3 separate regions of the Oryctolagus cuniculus genome follow, and regions 1 and 2 are each linked to region 3. A link is a contact called in public Hi-C data. All regions are on one chromosome and are shown on one strand. Each heading gives the region's core, a stretch centred on a gene start, on an enhancer-like site or on the middle of the called end of the contact. The rest is flanking DNA. Distances are from core to core; before and after follow the strand shown. Region 1 overlaps MRPS27 (mitochondrial ribosomal protein S27). Region 2 overlaps MAP1B (microtubule associated protein 1B). Region 3 overlaps LOC103352322 (a long non-coding RNA gene).

Region 1 (3,215 bases), core at 109-2,608, 500 kb after region 3:
GTCAGTCCAGGACTCAAATCCAGGCACACTGTCTCCAGAGTCCACTCCTGGACCTATAATATACTGCTTCTCAAGTAGGGGAAAATAAGAAGCACATCCTTTGGATTAGTCAAAAGACAACACAAGCTAAGCAAACACCTCCAAACAGCTAAAATTAAATTTTACAGAAGATTCAGAGGGAGTAAAAAAAAATTCAGAGTACATTTACTGATGAAGCAGAATTTGGGACAAATCTTAAAATATAGGTTGTACTCTATTGGAGATGGGGAAGGAAGACCATGGCAAAGATAAGTACAGGGCATAGTCACAGAACAGCAGAGTCCTGGCCAGCTGGAGTCCAACAACACTGTGTCGGTGTGCCACACAGACTGTTCACAGCCGCTATTAATTAAGTTAGCAAATAAAGGACCAGGACAATCTAGACGCATGAGATCCCTGGAGTTTCCATTTCAACAAGCAATACCTGAGTTCTTCCCATAAAAACTGCCAGGATCTTTAGCAATGAAGATTAATGACCAATTTCAGTTTCAGCCCTCAGTAGTGTCCGTTATTGACCTGTGCAATGGCCAGTGCTTAAGAAATGCCCTGTTCACGTGCTGAAGTGGCCTGGAGTTGGAAGACGTGGTTATAAGTCCCTGCATGGCCTGTAACTAGCTATGAAATGCTGATATCAACTGTCTTAAAATCAGCTTTGTTATTAGGAAGAACAGAATAGACTGCCAAGTATAAAATCTGTCAGGTCAAAATAAACATCAGTGGAAATCTACTACAAAAATGATAGCAGCCAAGACTACTAAAGAAAATTCTCATCAAATATTTGTAGCTCCTCAAGTGTCCAGACACTCAGCATCTGGAAATACTCAGGAATCTGCTTTTGGCCACAACAATCATGATGCAATCAAGCGAGACTTCTGCTCCCACAAATCTCTCCTTGACTCTTCTGTTTATCGTCTTAGCTCCCCCTTAAATATCAGGCCAGCTACTGAAAAGATCTCTTAATTATCTGCAAACTGCCACACGTACAAAACACTACTAACGTAGGGTTCATACAATACACATTAAGGTTATATGTTTGTTATGCCTTTCTCTCTGCCCGACAGCTGTTAATTCCTACACCTCGGTTATGACTCCACAATTATGAAAATGCCAGTAGAAAGATGTTTTTGTTCAAAGAATTTTATACTGTGGAAAAACAACTTGGGACATAATTGTTTTGGGGGGAGGGATACAATCGTCATATTTTAGGAGTCTTTTAGGTTTAATTCACCAGGATTCTGAAGCTGTTAAGATTTACCTTAGCCCTCTCCTTTTAATCATATGTATATGCAAGACATCATAAACATGTGCTTTATGGGCCTCTCAGAGAAATGTTGTGTGTTTTCCTTGGAAAACGTGAGTACCCAATTTCCCATTCCACAAAATTTACTGAAGGTATTTACAAATCAGACAGTAAATGAAGCCTGCAAGAAACTAATGCATCCCCTGCCCTTTCTGTTTAATTTTACATCTCTTAGTTTTCCTTTTGATATTCATGGTTAAGGTGAGCAAAACTTCACTTTCACTGTTTTTCAGGGGTGATGAATGCCTGGTCCATGGGCCACATAAAGTCAGCAAAATTATTTGGCCTGGCTCTGCCAAGGCAGTCCCGGGCAGGACTTGAAATTCAATAAATCTACAGCAGGTTAATCTTTTTAAAAAGATTTATTTGAAAGGCAAAGGTACAAAGACAGAAGGAAAAGGGACTGAGGGGGGAGGGAATACATAGAGAAAGAGAGAAAGACACAGAAATAGAGACATCTTCCATCCACTGGTTCACTCCCCAAATAACAGCAGCAGCCAAGCCAAGATGAAGATGAACCAGCTTCATCTGGGTCTCCCATATGGTTGCAGGGTCCCAAGTTTTTGGGCCATCTTCCACTGCTTTTCCAGGTGCATTGCAGAGAACTTGATCAGAGTGGAGTAGCTGGGACTCAAACCAGTGTCTATATCGAATGCCGCATCGCAGGCTGTGGCTTAAACCTCCACCCACAATGTCAGCCCTGGCTAATGTTTAAGTTGATAATTTTCATGGCTTGAGAATGGTGTTATAAATACCGAGATGGTCCTTGGAAGAAACAAAGTTGCCCACCCCTGGTTTAAGTGAAGAAAGTTCACAAAGAAAGAAACAAAGAGGAGACCGTCAGGCTTTCCAAGTCCGAGGCTCCTGGTGATGATGCCCAGCTGTCATCTCAGTGAGACTGAGAAACTGAGTTTTAGATGTGGAAAGTGGGTTGGGAGGCATCCAAAATCATTAACTCGCCTAGGAAGCTGACGTCCAGAGTCAGCGCAACTGGCTCCAACTAGAGATCAAAGCAGGGATGGAGCTGGTCCCAAGATCCAAGTCACTACTTTCCTTCCATTCTGACTCTTCATGGTCTTTCGAGTGCATTTTCCCAAGATAATGCAGGTTTATTCTTGAATCCCTACATGTCAACTTTTCTCTGGGTTTATTTAATCCTATGCTATTTTGTTATGCGGTATTCACGTATTTATTGAGTATCTTCTGATTACTAAGACTGCCTTTTAAAAAGTGGACTGGCACAGAGACCGTGGTCTAGAACGCAGATCTTCCCCCGCAGCTGCCACGGCTTGGACCTCTACAGAAATCACTTGGTCCATCCAGGCCTCCCCGTGGCAGATGCTGAAAGCTGCCAGCACTTAGAGGTCACCTCATCTAGAATTTCCCAGCCGCTGCCAGGCCACCAGGAAGATCTAATGGGTAGGTCCTGGCAGTTGCTCCTTCTCCAGTGGCCAGTTCCCTTCAAACAGTCCAGGTATGGACAAAAGAAAGAATGCAGCAAATTTAGAAACACACCTGTGTACGATGAAAAGGCAAAAGAAAAACTTCCCCTCTTGCTGCCTTCTCACTCGGTCCCCACTGGAAGACCCCTATCAAAGATCCAGCCACTTCCCATTAACCGAAGCCCAATTTTCAGTTTACTTTTCCACCGCTTGTTTTCTATCTTCACATTCAACTGTTATGAGTCCTGCTGGCTGACGTTCCCCTACAATACATTTATCTCTTCAGTTCTATTGTCAGCTATCACAGGTTAGGCCTTTTATCACTTCAATTCAAAGGCATTTAATTTCACTCCAATATTTACCCTGTCGATAAAAAAAATTCACCCTGTTATTAACTCTCCTGGAATATTATAAATTAGATATATATATATAAA
Region 2 (3,149 bases), core at 555-3,054, 360 kb after region 3:
ATTCAATAGTAAGCTATATTTGTGGGGCAAGCAGAGCTCATGTGAGTCAGAGGTTGGAACCCTCTTACGCGTACTAACCTCAGAAACCTCAAAGTAGTGTGTAGTGAAATAATGACATGGCACAGAAAGCCACGGATGTCAGTCTGAGTTAAGGGGGTTATAGGAGATGCATAAAACAGTCAGAAGAAAAAACCATTTACTCCTCTGAGCCCTCCAGCTCTGGAAAGCTGTGGGCTCAGTCGGTGCCTCTGTGCTAACTTGGAATCAAAGTGCATCGCATGGGATGTGGACCTCAGAGGTCGGGGGTCTTGTGCGGGCCGTTCTGCACATCCGTGTTTGTCCTTGGCCATGGGCATGTCTCCAGGCACTCTGCATTCTGAGCTTTCTTTTCTGGCTGTGGTTTCTGGCCCCGTGGGGCGAGGTGTGCATCTCTGGGAGCGTCTGGCCATCGCCGCTGAAGGCTGGGCCCCCTCCGGACCGCACCCTTGGAGCAGACGGGTGTGAAGTCATCTGCTCCGGAGTCGTGTCTGAAGAAGAAATGACCATGATGTAAGTCCTTGGAAAGGACTGCGATCGACAGTGAGCCAGGCAGTTTCATTCTCTCTTGGAGGTCACCAAAGGAAGACGGCACCCTGCCACAGAATACCAACAACCACCTCGTGTGTCCTTTTTCAGGATTTTTTTCCTTTTATAAAAATTTGAGTTTGTGTTTATCACCAGGCTAATTTCATCCTACCAGTGATAAAGATCGTTTCAAAGTTGAGACTCTAGAGGCCAGTGTGCCAGGTTAAGCCACTGCTGGCATCTCCTATGGGTGCCGGTTCAAGACCCGGCTACTCCATTTCTGACCCAGCTTCCTGCTTATGGCCTGGGAAAGCAGCTGAAGATGGCCCAGATGCTTGGGCCCCTGCCTACGTGGGAGACCTGGATGAAGTTCCGGGCTCCTGGCTTTGGTCTAGCCCAGCCCCAGCCATTGCTGCCTTTTGGGGAGTTGAACCAGCAGATGGAACTCTCTCTCTCTCTCTCTCTCTCTCTCTCTCTCTCTCTCTCTCTCTCTCTCTCCCTTGCTCTAACTCTGCCTTTGAAATAAATAAATAAATCTTTAAAAACAAAGCCAAATGCAGGAATAGAGGGCTTTGAAGAGGCTCTCAGGATGGAGAGACAAACCACTACCTATCCTGAGAACTATTAAATATCACAAGTTTACCAACATCATAGATACGATTTTACAGACTTACAATTATTTGCAAATATGACAAATTCCTTAGCAGGGGGAAAGGAAAGGAAAATAGATCCTTGCCCCTAGAGGCTCGTTGTGATGGAAACAGGACAGCAGTAACACGGGAGAAATCAGCCAGCCCTGTCCCCGGGCCACGTGGGCGTCCTGGAACCAAGCAGCAGCCAGCGAGTGACCTCTCCCACCCGCAGCTGCCTAGGGCTGGCGAAGGATCTCTTGACCGAGTGGCGTGCAAAGCAGGGGTGAATCAGTCTGGAAACGCCTTAAATGGAGAGGTTCTGAGTCTATTTTCTGTTTGGTTTGTAAGAGGACCATGGTTTAAAAAAAGAAAGAAGAAAAGCCGAAGGCAGTGCGATCGTGTTACGAGCAGCAGGAAGGCCAAGCGGGTCCCCCTCCACACACACACACACACCCCACCCCCGCGCGCGCCTCACCCGCCTGGGCCCAGGACCACGCCCCAGCCCGGCTCTGCAGATAGGCTGCCTCGACTTTCTACCAAGGGGTGGTCTGAATTATTTCTGGATTACAGTCCCCAACCCTCAATCCTCAAATGCTGACAGGGCAGAGCAGGGGAGGCCGTGGAGCCCTCCCCACTTGGCGTGGTGCCTGGCTTCAGGAGCCAGTAGGGGACAGGCTGTGGACCCGGCCACCCACCAGCCAGAGAGCCGAGGTGGCCCAGGCTGGAGCTTTTTTAAAGCCTGAGTCACAGGGAGTGAGAGAGGCTCCCCGGCCGGCTAGATTTCTGGACGCTGCCTACTGCATGCCGCCGCCGCCGAGGACTGGGCAGTGGGCTGGGGGCCGTGGGGCGGGTCTGCACCTGCGCTGCGGCATCTGCCTGTTTCCGTAGGGCGGGGTCGGGGCAGGGTGGCCTGGAACCAGCCTGCTGGCATTCCCCAAGTGGTCCTGTAAGCATCGGTGAAAAAGAAGAGGGTCGGCCGGCGCCGTGGCTCAACAGGCTAATCCTCCACCTTGCGGCGCCGGCACACCGGGTTCTAGTCCCGATTGGGGCACCGGATTCTGTCCCGGTTGCCCCTCTTCCAGGCCAGCTCTCTGCTATGGCCAGGGAGTGCAGTGGAGGATGGCCCAAGTGCTTGGGCCCTGCACCCCATGGGAGACCAGGAAAAGCACCTGGATCCTGGCTCCTGCCATCGGATCAGCACGGTGCGCCGGCTGCAGCGGCGGCCATTGGAGGGTGAACCAACGGCAAAGGAAGACCTTTCTCTCTGTCTCTCTCTCTCACTGTCCACTCTGCCTGTCAAAAATTTAAAAAAAAAAAAAAAGAAAAAGAAGAGGGTCGCGCGACCCCGGCGCGTGGTGTAGACTTGAAGCAGAGCTGTCCGCGGTCACTTTTCTCTGGACGCTGGTCTCCACGGGTTCCCGTCCATGGCTGTTCTTTTCTACTTCTGACTTCCGATGGGAAGGGCTGAGGACCTAGCGTTGACAAGAGATCTGAAGACTAGACAGAGCTTCTCCAAGCCCTATTGCATAGCTGATGGCCAGCTCCCAGGTTGCCTGGCTCTTGTATGGAAGCCACAGTGAGAGCTCTGGACACTCGGTGCTGAGACTGGGGCTTGTGGATCAGTGTTTGCTGTGACTTTAACAAGGTCCCGAGGCTGGGGAGCGTTGTGAAGTAAAGAGATTTATTTAGCTCCTTTTCCTGGAGATTCAAGGGTGTGGTGGGCTCTGGTGAGGACCCCAGGGCAGTAGTGGGGGTGCAGGATCAGGTCACCAGACCGGAGAGGCTGGGCGTGGCCAGGCTTGTCCTTCCTTAACTCATGGGTCCCATGAGAACTTTTTTTTTTTTTAAAGATTTATTTATTTCTTTGAAAGTCAAGAGTTACACAGAGAGAAGGAGAGGCAGAGAGAGAGGTCTTCCATCCGATGGTTCATTCCCCAATTGGCTGCAAAGACT
Region 3 (2,825 bases), core at 104-2,603:
AGATGGGGCCCTCACTCTCCTATGCATTTTTCTCACTGAATAAAAGCTTAAAACATATCATGCTGCCTCGTTCATTTATGCCGGCATTCAGAATTCTTCTCTGAATATTAGGGAAGAACCCACCTGTGCTTATTAATATTGGGAATTTATTAATAACCACAAGGTGATATCGTATGGCACCCCAAATTCCAATTTCAAGGTGGCAAAATGAAATTGTGTTTATCTACTTACCATTATCTTCAGTGCATTTTGTGTTGTACAACGTAGCTGGAATTGTATAGAGCATCCTGGACTGGCGATTCATTACAAGTGCTGGGAGTGTGGTGAAATTGGCAATAGGAACCAAACAGGCAGTAGTTTATGTTGCCTCTGCAGGTGACGCTCCGTGCCTGCCATTCCAACAGTCTCCACTGTGTGGCGGTAGCAGCCTGCTCATCTCTCCAGCTGCAGCAGCAGCAGCCGCCCCAGCAGCATTCAATGTGGCGTCCTTTCCCTTCCTGGCTGCCAGAAAGCCCTTCGTTGCGTGGCATGTGGCTTGGAAGGACGGGCAGCCTTAGTAGTAAGTCTCTCAAAGTATCGCTAATAGAATTATGCAGTGACAGCGCTGGTGAGGCAGGTTCCTGGCTGCATGGATTCTTCTAATACTTTCCACCTCCCCTCCAAAAACACGTGTTCTCCCGGCTGCGGGAGCGACTGTGCGCGTCCGCGGAATCATCTCACCTGAAATCCACGACGGTCGGAGCCAAGGCAGTGTCAGATACTAAAGAAACGCACTCGGCGAAACACAGCCACGCGGAGATGTGGTGAACTACCAAGCAGGCAGCAGGAGACATGCTGGCTTCTTTGTGGATGGATTCTCACTCGCTACAACAATGTCACAGCAATGACCCTCGTCTCGTGTGTCACTCAGGGGATTTGCTCCGACTTGGGGAGTGCCCATGGGGCTGCCGTGTTGTGCGGGCCCTGCATAGACAGTCTGCTGACGTGGAGCAGTGGCTCCCACGTGGAGTACCGGACTGGCAACCCAAAGCGTATCTGAGATGCCCTGTGTTTTCTGAAAATGGACAACGTGGAGTCAGAGCTGGCATTAGGGCCTTTTTTAAGAGCCTGCTGCCTCCCCTAAGACCGAGCCCCAATCCCTGCAATCCCACACACTAGCAATGACCTAGGGTCCTTCTGGAGGGAAGAGTGCTTTAACTGGGCCAAGTTCCTTTATCAACCTCCTGCTTTCCCGGTTGAGTTTGGCCCTAGGGATATCATAGAATGTGCCAGGTGTGTGGCAATGCCCAGGACACATGTGGCAAAGCTTGCTGGAAGGTCCTGTTTGCTCACTGAGTAACACAGGCCATCGCAGGGCTGGGATTATGGCGTAACGGGTAAAGCCGCTGCCTGCGACACTGGCCTCCCATATGGGAGCCAGTTCATGCCCTGGCTACTCCACTTCTGATCCAGCTCCAGTGTTTGGGGCCCGGCCACTCACATGACAGACCTGGAAGAATCTCCTGGCTCCTGGCTTTGGCCTGGCTTAGCCCTGGCTGTTTGGGGCCATCTGGGGAAAAAACCAGTGGATGGAAGATCTCTATCTCTTTTCCCCTCTCTCTCTTTCTGACTTGCCCTCTCTTCTTTGTAACTCTGACTTTCAAATAAAATAAAATAAATCTGTAAAAAAAGACAAAGTTGCTGGTAAGTTCTTGCCAGTAGATCTGTGATAGGAACGCAGGACTCCCGGGAATGTTAAGGTCGAACGCGTCTTTAATTGTGTTTCTGGCTTGCAGTGCGCTGTCTGCCTCCCACCTTCCAGCCTGTCTGGAGCCTCTGTGTTCTCTCTTCTTCTTCCTTTGCAACCTTTTAGGAAATTGGGGAAGCACCAGCCAGTTAGCTTGGGTTTCTTTACCCTTAGCACCCACCTGCTACCTGTAGCAAAGATAACCAGGGCAGTGAAACACAGCTGAGGTTCGAGTGGCGGATTTGTGTTTGGAGGCCAGGATCTTGCGTGGCACTAATGGGGCATCATTAGTCTTCAGGAAGAAGCGGGACAGTGACAGGGCCCTGATGGAGTCAAGGGGGTCAGAGGTACCACTACTTCCCAGTTCACTCACGAAATCCGGGGGCTCTCCTTCGTCTTTGGGTTCTACGTCTGATGGATTCTCTCCACTGGCTTGCTTGCTCCCCGGATTGGACCACTCCTTCCCTGCAAAGGAGCCTATGAGGCCTTACATGTGGGTGCAGTCCTCCCCCCACACCCACAGAGGGTGCTTCCAAGGCCCCTGTGGGTGCCTGAAGCTCTTGCTAGTATTGAGCCCCGTTTGTCCTACATTTTCTCCTATGCCTGTATACCCATGCCTGCATGCCTACATAAAGGGTAACTTTTGAATTAAGCGTTGTGGGAGAGCAGCAAGCATGGAGAACAAAATGGAGCAATTATGATGTCCTACAATACAACTTGTAGGAATCGGCCTCTCTCTAGGGAGAACAGTAATAGCTTGGGGCCACGGCTGCCCACTGGTAACTGGACCAGTGGGAAATGGGGACGGGGTGGGGAGGGGCCTGCTGTGCTTGGCATCTGTCCCCCCCCCCCCTCCTGGATCCTTCTCACTAGGGTCCCACTCGCTCAAGTCCCAGCCCCTAGACGGGAAGCTAAGTCTTCCTCTCTGACCTCACCATCCATCCGGGCCCTGGGCTCCTGGCTGCTCCTCCCTCCTGGCCCTGGGTGTGCTCCTGGAGACCTGGCCACACCGGCTTCCTGGCTGTGCTTCCAGGAGTGCGCGTCCCCGGGGAGCCCTTTGGGAGGCCCCCTGGCTTTGCTCGCCTCCCCGCACCACGTT

What was found. A called contact is a pair of places that touch in the nucleus more often than the background predicts.
Region 1: a contact with region 3 is called in a Hi-C map of an unstated tissue, with 9 times the contacts expected there. The contact joins two enhancer-like sites. A contact is called at or near these places in 2 of 6 Hi-C or Micro-C datasets (ear pinna and an unstated tissue).
Region 2: a Hi-C map of an unstated tissue shows a contact between it and region 3, with 3 times the contacts expected there. The contact joins two enhancer-like sites. A contact is called at or near these places in 2 of 6 Hi-C or Micro-C datasets (embryonic fibroblasts and an unstated tissue).

Annotation. Positions count from the first base shown.
Region 1 is chr14:38,697,349-38,700,563 of mOryCun1.1, reverse strand. The region is part of intron 4 of MRPS27 (mitochondrial ribosomal protein S27); the gene reads right to left. Among named protein-coding and RNA genes, the nearest start is that of PTCD2, 42 kb to the right of the region's middle. Within about 2 kb of position 1,358, at least 1 of the 8 cell types and tissues checked has an H3K27ac peak or open chromatin away from gene starts, as enhancers often do.
Region 2 is chr14:38,831,591-38,834,739 of mOryCun1.1, reverse strand. The region is part of intron 2 of MAP1B (microtubule associated protein 1B); the gene reads left to right. Among named protein-coding and RNA genes, the nearest start is that of MAP1B, 33 kb to the left of the region's middle. Within about 2 kb of position 1,804, at least 3 of the 8 cell types and tissues checked have an H3K27ac peak or open chromatin away from gene starts, as enhancers often do.
Region 3 is chr14:39,195,324-39,198,148 of mOryCun1.1, reverse strand. It overlaps LOC103352322 (a long non-coding RNA gene), which reads left to right. Exons shown (of 4, transcript XR_001795690.3): 4 at 1-1,664. Among named protein-coding and RNA genes, the nearest start is that of CARTPT, 96 kb to the left of the region's middle. Within about 2 kb of position 1,353, at least 1 of the 8 cell types and tissues checked has an H3K27ac peak or open chromatin away from gene starts, as enhancers often do.